Linked DNA regions of Canis lupus: region 1 is linked to region 2. A link is a contact called in public Hi-C data. All regions are on one chromosome and are shown on one strand. Each heading gives the region's core, a stretch centred on a gene start, on an enhancer-like site or on the middle of the called end of the contact. The rest is flanking DNA. Distances are from core to core; before and after follow the strand shown.

The links. A called contact is a pair of places that touch in the nucleus more often than the background predicts.
Region 1: a contact with region 2 is called in a Hi-C map of blood, with 5 times the contacts expected there. The contact joins two enhancer-like sites. A contact is called at or near these places in 5 of 9 Hi-C or Micro-C datasets (amygdala and blood).

The regions. Positions count from the first base shown.
Region 1 is chr8:42,964,613-42,969,124 of UU_Cfam_GSD_1.0, reverse strand. LOC111097086 (a long non-coding RNA gene) reads right to left here. Exons shown (of 3, transcript XR_005363466.1): 2 at 3,357-4,512; 3 at 2,661-3,131. The region is part of intron 3 of LOC111097087 (a long non-coding RNA gene); the gene reads left to right. Among named protein-coding and RNA genes, the nearest start is that of ZFP36L1, 20 kb to the right of the region's middle. Within about 2 kb of position 2,229, at least 13 of the 20 cell types and tissues checked have an H3K27ac peak or open chromatin away from gene starts, as enhancers often do. A contact at or near this core is called in blood, where this site is marked.
Region 2 is chr8:42,425,750-42,430,426 of UU_Cfam_GSD_1.0, reverse strand. The region is part of intron 7 of RAD51B (DNA repair protein RAD51 homolog 2); the gene reads right to left. Among named protein-coding and RNA genes, the nearest start is that of RAD51B, 370 kb to the right of the region's middle. Within about 2 kb of position 2,511, at least 9 of the 20 cell types and tissues checked have an H3K27ac peak or open chromatin away from gene starts, as enhancers often do. A contact at or near this core is called in blood, where this site is marked.

The DNA of each region.
Region 1 (4,512 bases), core at 980-3,479, 540 kb before region 2:
CAGGCTCCATGCACCGGGAGCCCGACGTGGGATTCGATCCCGGGTCTCCAGGATCGTGCCCTGGGCCAAAGGCAGGCGCCAAACCGCTGCGCCACCCAGGGATCCCGGGACTCCCATTATCAAACCTTCCTCCTTGTGCCACAGGGGCCAGTGCTTCACAAAGGACCTCATGGAACTGATAGGAAGCCCTTAGCGCAGTGCTTCCCGTGGAATAAACACTTGGTAAATGGTAGCTAGTACTATTAATCTTCAGAGCCACCATGTGAGGTAGGTACTGTATTATCCTCATTTCTCAGAAGAGGAAGCTGAGGCCCAGAGAAGTTAAGCCACTTGCTGGAGATCACACAGTGAGTGGGAAGCAGAGCTAGAATTTGACCTGGATTAGTTTGACTCTAAAACTGCATGTTGGGCAGCCCGGGTGGCTCAGTAGTTTAGCGCCGCCTTCAGCCCAGTTCGTGATCCTGGAGACCTGGGATCGAGTCCCACATTGGGCTCCCTGCATGGAGCCTGCTTCTCCCTCTGCCTATGTCTCTGCCTCTCATTCTCTCTGTGTCTCTCATGAATAAATAAATAAAATATTAAAAAAAAATAAAACTGCATGTTGCTTTTCAGGTGCTCTTTCCTCCCTCCCCTTGAGGCTATTACACCCCAAAGGCCTTCCTTTGCATAGTTGCGGGTCACTGAGCAGGGGCTTTTACTCATCTATCACCCCCGTAGTGTGCAGGTGAGCCAGGCTTGCACTCAGACACCTTGGGGATCATCCCTGCCCCCCATTTTTCAGATGAGGAAATGGGGGAGGGCAGTGACTGTGCAAGAGGATGGGCCTAATGGGAAGATGCCTTTCCTGCTCCCATTAAACACACTGACACCAAGTCAAGAGCATCCTTACACCAGAATGGCCTCCTTTTACCCAGCTGTCCTAGCCAGAGGAGCTGCCCAAGTGATGTGTAGGTGGGATAGGGGTCTCATGCTACAGGTTAGGGACCGAGACTGGGGGCGGGGGATGGTACTTCATCTGCTGCCCCGCAAGGTGCAGTCCAGGGCAGGCCTCCCCCTTGTGGTATGCTTGACATGTCACTGGAGGGACTCTACTACAGACCCACAGTAGGTACTTAAAAATGGTCATTGGAGAAATGGCTGTGTCCTGGACCCACAGTGCGGGAGATGAAGTGTGGAATGTACAGAAGGTTAGGAGGGTACGCCATGTCTTCTCCCCATTGCTGGATGAACTGGATCCATCAAATGTGGCTCTCCTTTAGATGTTAGGAAGGGGCCTAAGCAAATCTGGTTTGGGCAGCAGTAAGTTGGGCCACAGGCACTTAGCTGAGGTTCCCACAGGTGGGACACCCTTCTTGGGTGCTGAGGGGATGGCTAAATGCTCAATAACCACCTTCTCTCCTCTTCCCCTCTGAGTGTTGACGTTTCTGAAGGGTCAGGTCTCTGGGTGCCTGCCCCCCAGCTCTGCCCCTCCAGCTTCTGCACTTCCCTTGGACTCTGCAGCGTCTCCCTGCTCTACCTGCAGCCTCACCCCTCCTACCCAGATCTCTCTCCTCCTTCTGGCCTCAGCTTAAGGGTTTCTTCAGGCCTTCTCCAACAGCCCATCCCAATTTGAAACGAGTTTCCCTATATATATGTTCTTGGAGCACTTTATTCTTTTTCTTCACAGGAATTCGAAAACTTTTCAAATGGAATCTTACATTTATGAGATTATTTGTTCAAAACAAGACTGTCTACTCTGTGAGAATAGGCCCCACAAGGGTGGAAACTTGGTCATGGGTCACTTCTTGTCCTTAGGGCCCAGCAGGTGCATTATCTATTCACGACTGATGCCAGAATCGCTAGGACAGGATGAGCCAACTGAGCCGGTTCTGTAAATGTGGTCCCAGGAGCAGTGGCAGCAGCAGCCCCTGGGAACTGGTCAGAGATGCAAATTCTCTGATCTGAGGTGTGGGACCCAGCAACAGTGGGTTTGAACCTATTGTCCCGGCACCCTGGTGCGTACTGAAGTTTGAGAACCCCTGGAGGAAGCAGATCCCCTGCCCTTCCACCGGCGTGCCCCGTGGCAGACGGCAGCGTGGGCCTCCAGAAGAGGCACGGGGGTGAGCAAAGCCACAGGGTCCAACCCCGCGGAGGGGCGGCCCCTCCCGCAGGAGGCAGGCGAGGGGGACGCCGGCCCCGCGCGCCGTTTGGCGGGCTGGCCGCTGGAGGGCAGTGCGGCCACGTTGACGGCGCCCGTGCCAAGGCTGCGGCGGGGCGGGAGCAGCCCTGGAGGCCGCCCGGACCCGCTGGGCGGCTACAGCCCGGGGCGGGGAGGGAGATGGGGGCGAGCCGGTGCCGACCGCGGCCCCCGGCGTCCCTCGGGGCGGAGGGCGCAGGCGCGCGCACCCCGTCCTCCGGCTCCCGACGGCCCTCCCTGCTCGCCGTCCGGTGCCGGCCTGGTGGCCAGTGTGGCTCGCCGTGGGCCTGGAAGTTTCGGCGGGACTGCAGGACGCGCAGGGGAGGAGATGCCGTCAGGCCGCCTGGGGCACAGCGCCAGAGAGGGCGGCGGGACCTTGACAGCCTCCCCAAGGCAAAGGGCAGCCTCCCGCGTGACCCCTCCGGCCTGCAAAACAAGTCGGCCATCTTGGCGGCCGGGCGGGCGGGGGAGGGGCGGGGGGGGCGGCGCCTGGGCCCGGGCAGCCCCAGCCCCCGAGGCCTCTGCGAAGCGCAGCGGGCCCCTTGCGGCGCACCTCCTCCTCCTCGCCCGGGGTTAGAAGAGCCTACAGAGGCGGTGAAGCGGCTCCTGCGGCCAGCAGGTGTTGGTCTGCAGTCGGATCGGATCCGAGGCGAGCTGCAGCCAAGTGCGTGTCTTGGTGCTCACAGCATGGAGTGCCGCTCCTCCCCAGGCCACACGGGTGTCCGGGTGTCCGAGCCAAGGGTCAAGGACCGGCAGCCTGGGTCTGAATCTGAGTGCCAGTCTCCTCTCCGTCCCTCTCCACCATGAGGACTTTCAGTGCCATTCCGAATGCCCCTCCAGGAGCCTCAGGCCTGCGGGCCACACCACACCTGTTGTCTTCCATCTGACCTGGTTCACTCATCCACACTCTCTCTCTCTTGTCATTTGGGATTTTTCAGCTTCTAAAATATTCTTTCTTTTTTAAAAAAAAATTTTATTTATTTACTCATGAGAGACACAGAGAGCGAGGCAGAGACATAAGCAGAGGGAGAAGCAGGCTTCATGCAGGGAACCTGATGCAGGGCAGGATCCCAGGAACCCAGGATCAGGACCTGAGCCAAAGGCAAATGCTCAAATACTGAGCCACCCACGTGCTCCTAGAATATTCTTAATATCATCAGTCTTTCAAGCTCTAACTTACATATCAGCTCCAGCAGGAAGCCTTCCTCAGTTTCCCTCTCTTTGCTGTCAGCAGACTCTGTCCCTCCTTCTCTGCCCACGGGTGGTACCATTAGCCTTTGCTAACAGGACTCTGTTTTCTTCCTTGTGTTTGTCTTCCCCCACTAAATTATGGGCACCTTGAGGGGAGAGACCATGAGATAGCAGTGGTCTTAGTGTCCCTGACAACAGCACCTCACCCATGTAGGTCATTCAGTAAAGGGTTGTTGCCAGACAATCATGAAATTATTGAATGGGTTTTGGCTTTGGAAACAAAGTTCTCAAACGTTTTGAACCTTGGGCAAAGGAACATATAATGGTGTTTTCTTAAGCCCTGTAATGGAATCCTTTTGTGTTTTTAATTGCTTTAAGTTATTTTTAGTGGAAATGTCAGGGTGTCATAGGAACAAACACCATGGAGCTGAGTTGACCAAGAAGACTAACCACTGAGTCCTGGGATGTTGCTTCCCCTGTGTGGCCTCGGGGTGGGATCCTGTGACAGGGATGCCCAGTCTGCAGGTCAGGCCCCAGGGGCCAGCCAAGAAAGGTCTAAGCAGGGCTTGAGGTGGTATTTGGGCTGAGGTCCCACAGGATGCAGAAAGGAAAGTGCCTGGAGAGTCTTGGAGGAGGCTGAAGCTACAGGAAGAATCCTTTTTCCTTTTAAAAGAATAAGCCAAATGCTTCATGAAGGACTCCAGAAAACCCCTTTCATGCCTCACCCACAGATGATTTGCTGAACGCTCATTAAGGGGAAAACAAAGAGGTGGTTTTGTTTATTTATTTAAGAGGAAAAATGAATGAGCTGTGACAAAACAATTTGAAACCAGGCCCCTCTGAGACCTGGGCTTTCACTTCCTTGATGGGAAGTAAAACAGAGAATCGAATCCCCCTCCAAATAAAAGTGAAGTTAATAATCAGACAGCTCGAGCCCTGGCCACATCCTGTGTCAGCTCCCTCCCTCCCTTGGCTCACTGTTTATAGCTGCAGAGCCGCCCTCCTGAAGCCCAGAGTCGTTTTAACTCTTTCCTTCCCATCCCAGGGAAGCCCAACCCTATGGTGCAGGCTGGCATCGGCAAGGGCAAGGCTCGCTCTCCCCAGGCCTGGCCAGGTGGGCCTGTTCCCCATGGGGCAGCCTGCCT
Region 2 (4,677 bases), core at 1,262-3,761:
CAAAATCTGTCTTAAAGGAAAAAAAAATTCCTCCTTGAAAGGTGCAACAGAAGAAGATGAATCGCTTCTTTTTCTTTGGGTCTGTCATACAACAGCCAAGGACTTGGCAATGATTCCAAACAGCAGGGCCTTGACAATTGGTCAAAGACAAAGTTGTTTTGTCCAGCATCTCTCTTTTCTCTGGAAGCATTTTCTTCCCAATTAATATAAGTTATGAGGCTTTACTGGAGAGCTCAATAAACAGAGACTCAAGAACATTTGTTGGCTCTTTAATGCTGAAAACCATGGTAAGCTGATATCTATAGCTTGTGTCCATGAGGGTGCAGGTGCCAGGACTTCTGGTCACCCATTTCTCACAACCCTACCACTGCACTAGGGCTGAGCTCCCAGCTCACCTCTGCCATCCTGTTTTGCCAATATTCTCTCTTCTCCTATGAATGCACCCCTCCACATCTGCCATATTCCTCAACTCTACCCTTCTTACAGTTTGACCCCAGCCACTCTGGTCTCTGGTTTTGAGATATCATTTGTATGTAGGTATAAAGTCCTCAGTGAATTAATGCTGGTTGTTCTGAGACTGTGAGCAGGGCTGGGTACACCTATTTTGGATGTGTTTTTTTCCCCTATGGATAAAAATAATAGAACCACTACCAATGTGTTGTTCACTTTGGAAACACAAATCCAGAGACTTTTGCAATATATGAGGACATCTAATTAAAGAAATTGTTTAAATTAAGGTTATTTCCCTTAAAAGTAAACTATATAGCTCTATACCTTGAGCATTATAATGAGAAAATTAAGCTTCTTGACTCAGAAACAAATATAACAGCAAGCCATGACTCATTTTTACCATTGTTCTATTCCAGAAACTTAAAAGCATGGCCTGCATAGTGAAGATCCACATAAAAATGCACAGACACATTTGCTGTAGTCCTAAGAGCAGAAGATATCAATTAATTGGGGGGTGTGAAAATAAAGACAGAACAAATGGTGGGGTGGGGGGGGTGGGAGAGTAGGAGGGAGGAGTGACAAACAACAGCAAAAATATCATAAATAATTCAGAATGGATGCTAAATACAAAAGTGGGAGCAAAGCCAGGCTATAGTTCAGAGACTGCATCTAGGGTTATTTTGTGCAACACATTGATTCACTAAAGCACCAAAGCGGCTATTAGAGGAAACAATAAAAAGGTCCCCTCCCCCTGGAAATTTGAACCCTGCTTTGGAATTTTTATGACATTTCATTCTTAACAAACAAGAAAGTCTCACAATCTTCTTCCAGCTTCAAAGCATCACCATGGTGGTGGCCTGTGATAGATATCCTGGGTCTGATTTATATATGTTGTTTCAGGTATTCTCAAAAGTCATATGGTTTACTCTTTATTAAAGAGAAGCAGCTCTGTCAAGCAAACAAATAAACAAAGCCTCCTTCTCCCTAACGTATGAGCTTATCCTGATTCCTGCCAGTCACCTGGGTCACTTCAACAAGCCCTCAAGTCACCAGTGCCTTCTCTGAAAAAGTAGGGTCATACAAGTGGCCTCAGCTACAAACCAAAAATACTCCAAGATTCCCAGTTGGAAAATAGTATAGAGTGTGGTATAGGTAGGTGTGTAAAGCTACAGTCCAGTTAGTCTTTGATGCAACAAGTGGGCTTCTGAAAAGTCAAGGTTTAAATACTTCTTTTTTTTCATGTTTGTAAATGGAATCATTTACAATTCACATCAGGAACTTGCTATTTAATGAAATCCGATTGTGTTTCCAGCTGTAAAGGACAGAATGCCCCCGTAATTAAAATAAAATATTTTTTGACCAATTTTAGACATTCAGACTTGGCTTTACTGGAGTTCCTTTGGGGATCCCTGGGTGGCTCAGCGGTTTGGCCCCTGCCTTTGGCCCAGGGCACAATCCTGAAGTCCAAGGATCGAGTCCCACGTCGGGCTCCCTGCATGCAGTCGGCTTCTCCCTCTGCCTGTCACTGCCTCTCTCTCTCTATGTCTATCATAAATAAATAAATAAATAAATAAATAAATAAATAAATAAATAAACAAATCTTAAAAAAAAAATCTACTGGAGTTCCTTTATGTAGCATCTACGTAGGGTGTTTTCACTAGTCGGATGCAGTTGTGTCTTAATGCTACTCTTTTCTTTGTCAGCAAAAACTCCAAGAAGAATTTCTGTACTCCTAGTTTCTGCTCTTAGCAGCATGGAATGACGAACCTGGTACTGCTGCTTTCTTTACTTTGTGCTTCCTGTGGCATGGGAGGTACCCAGGGAGACAGACACTTGAGTGCTGAGACATCAGCAAATCATTAGAAAAAGCACAAAACAAAACCTAAATTGGACGCGACGTTCCCCAGATCATGCAGCGATATTGGTAAACAAGCTAAAGAGCTGAACCACTATCAGGCTGTTCTTTGAAAACAAAAACCTGTTTTGTATACCTGAGTCAGTGAGGGCAGCATCTTCAAGCTGGCCTAGCTCAGCCACTGCAGTCCGCCTGCCAGAGCAATAGACACCACTCAGGGCAAAGGCTCAGGAGCCTTTCCCCTAGGCCCTCGATGAGCCGCTGGCACTCAGGGCAAGAGTGCCAGCGCCACTGGGGGCATCCATCCCAAGCTGCCATTTCAAAGCAGCTGCCTGCAGGCCCTGTCTGCCCTCTGCTACATGAATGCAATGGGGCAGAAAAATTAAAATGCTGGGGAGCTGGGGGAAAAAAAGAAAGGAAAAAAGAAAGAGGGAAACCTTAAAGGCAGTATCTTGGAAGCATATGTTTTCGAATCACTGCAGCCAGTTCCCTGTCAAGAAAATATTGGCCAGGTTGTCTGGTCCGATCTCATGCAGCCACAGATGGCTTCTGCCTCACTATTCAGATCCCTCCACGGAAAGCAAAGGATACCCTACTTCGTGGTGTAGTCATTCTGCCACCTAGTGTTATACGTGAAAACAAACACATGACTACTTGCTGTCTTAAAAGAGGAAAGAGTCAAGAATATTGCTAATTGCTTTTTTTCTCCCCTTTCTAAAAAAGAACATCCTTCATTTATGCTTGCAGCCTGAGGTGGTATCACCAATATTTACAATAGTCTTTTTCTCATATGAATGGAAAGCCAGAGAGCATGAGGTCTGCAGTTTAGAATGTGAAGGAGAAAGGAGTGTAGCCCCACAAACCCATTCTAATGATTTTTAAAAGACCTATCCCTCAATATAAGGAGGAATGTAAGGTAAGGGCAATACCTCCATGTAAGGTAAATACTACAAATACAATAATGCAAATTAGGAAGTGAAACCACCTAGGCCTAGGCAGGGACAGCCTACCCCTGTACTTTCTGTCCTGGAGAAGAGAAGAAAAGGCAGAGAAAACAGGCATTTCTTTTTTTTTTTTTTTAATTTTTTATTTATTTATGATAGTTACAGAGAGAGAGAGAGGCAGAGACACAGGCAGAGGGAGAAGCAGGCTCCATGCACCGGGAGCCCGATGTGGGATTCGATCCCGGGTCTCCAGGATCACGCCCTGGGCCAAAGGCAGGCGCCAAACCGCTGCGCCACCAGGGATCCCCGGCATTTCTATTTAAGGTGTTATCACTTCTATAGCTAACACACAGGGAGGTAATGAAATAAGCTGCAGCCTTGGAGAGAAAGTCTTGGGTTTGAGTTGCAATTCTGTAGCTCCCTAGCTGGGCTGGGTAAGTGGCTCAGTATCGCTGCGAGGTGAACTGCTTTACTAAAAAACAACTGTACTTATGACTCCTCTTTCTGCTTTCACAAAACTGTCCTAGAGGATCAATTAGGTAATGGACATGAAGGCATTCTGTCAACTATAAAGCATTACGAAGACCATTTCCCCAAGTTATTATTCCCTTCTCTGGTTTATGGTTGTCACTGATGTGTAATGTGGCCCCCTGTGTAGAGGGTTTGTGTAACCAACTTGTCCTAGAGTGCTAGTGTTTATTCTCAAATAAAGTGCTTTTATGGCTAAAAGAAATATTAAGTAAGAAATGTTTGAATATTTATGCAACATATGAAAATATCCCCCCACTTGACTAATGAAGAATCAGCATTATAGTTTAAAATCCGGTTCCTCCAAATGTTTCTCCTTAAAATTATGTTCCCTTGAGAATGATAAGGTTATCTTGATGAGCTGTTTCACCAAGATTGACATAGTCGTCCAAGTTCTTAAAGTTACAGAGAGCCTGAACTGAACTTTCCCTCTCGTGGGTATAGCCTGATGATCATCGATCTAGCATCAGGAACTCTCATCTTTCGTTTCTATTCCCACATTAACCAAGTCAGGCAACTGCAAGCAAGTCACTTAACTCAATTTCGGTTTCCAAATGTGCAAAACGTAAGGGGTGGAATAAATAACTGCTCTTTCCAGTTCTATAATGAAAAGTTGTTCTGCTTTTGATATTGAAATTCAAAGAAAATTCAAAGCTCGAGGTAGACCAGCTATACTGTAATTCTTCAGAAAAATCCTAAAAGTTATATAAATTTCCAGCCACAGGACAGAGGGGACAGCCTCAAGAGAGATGGCCACTGTAGAATGGGTGTTTTTGTGTCTATCAGAATCTCTTAAAGCTGTTCAGAAACCACTGTGGGCTAAAACAAACAGGCTGCAAGAAAGTGCTTACCCAGCCACCTACCTAGGCTTTCAAAATGCCAAAGAAAGATTTTGCTTCC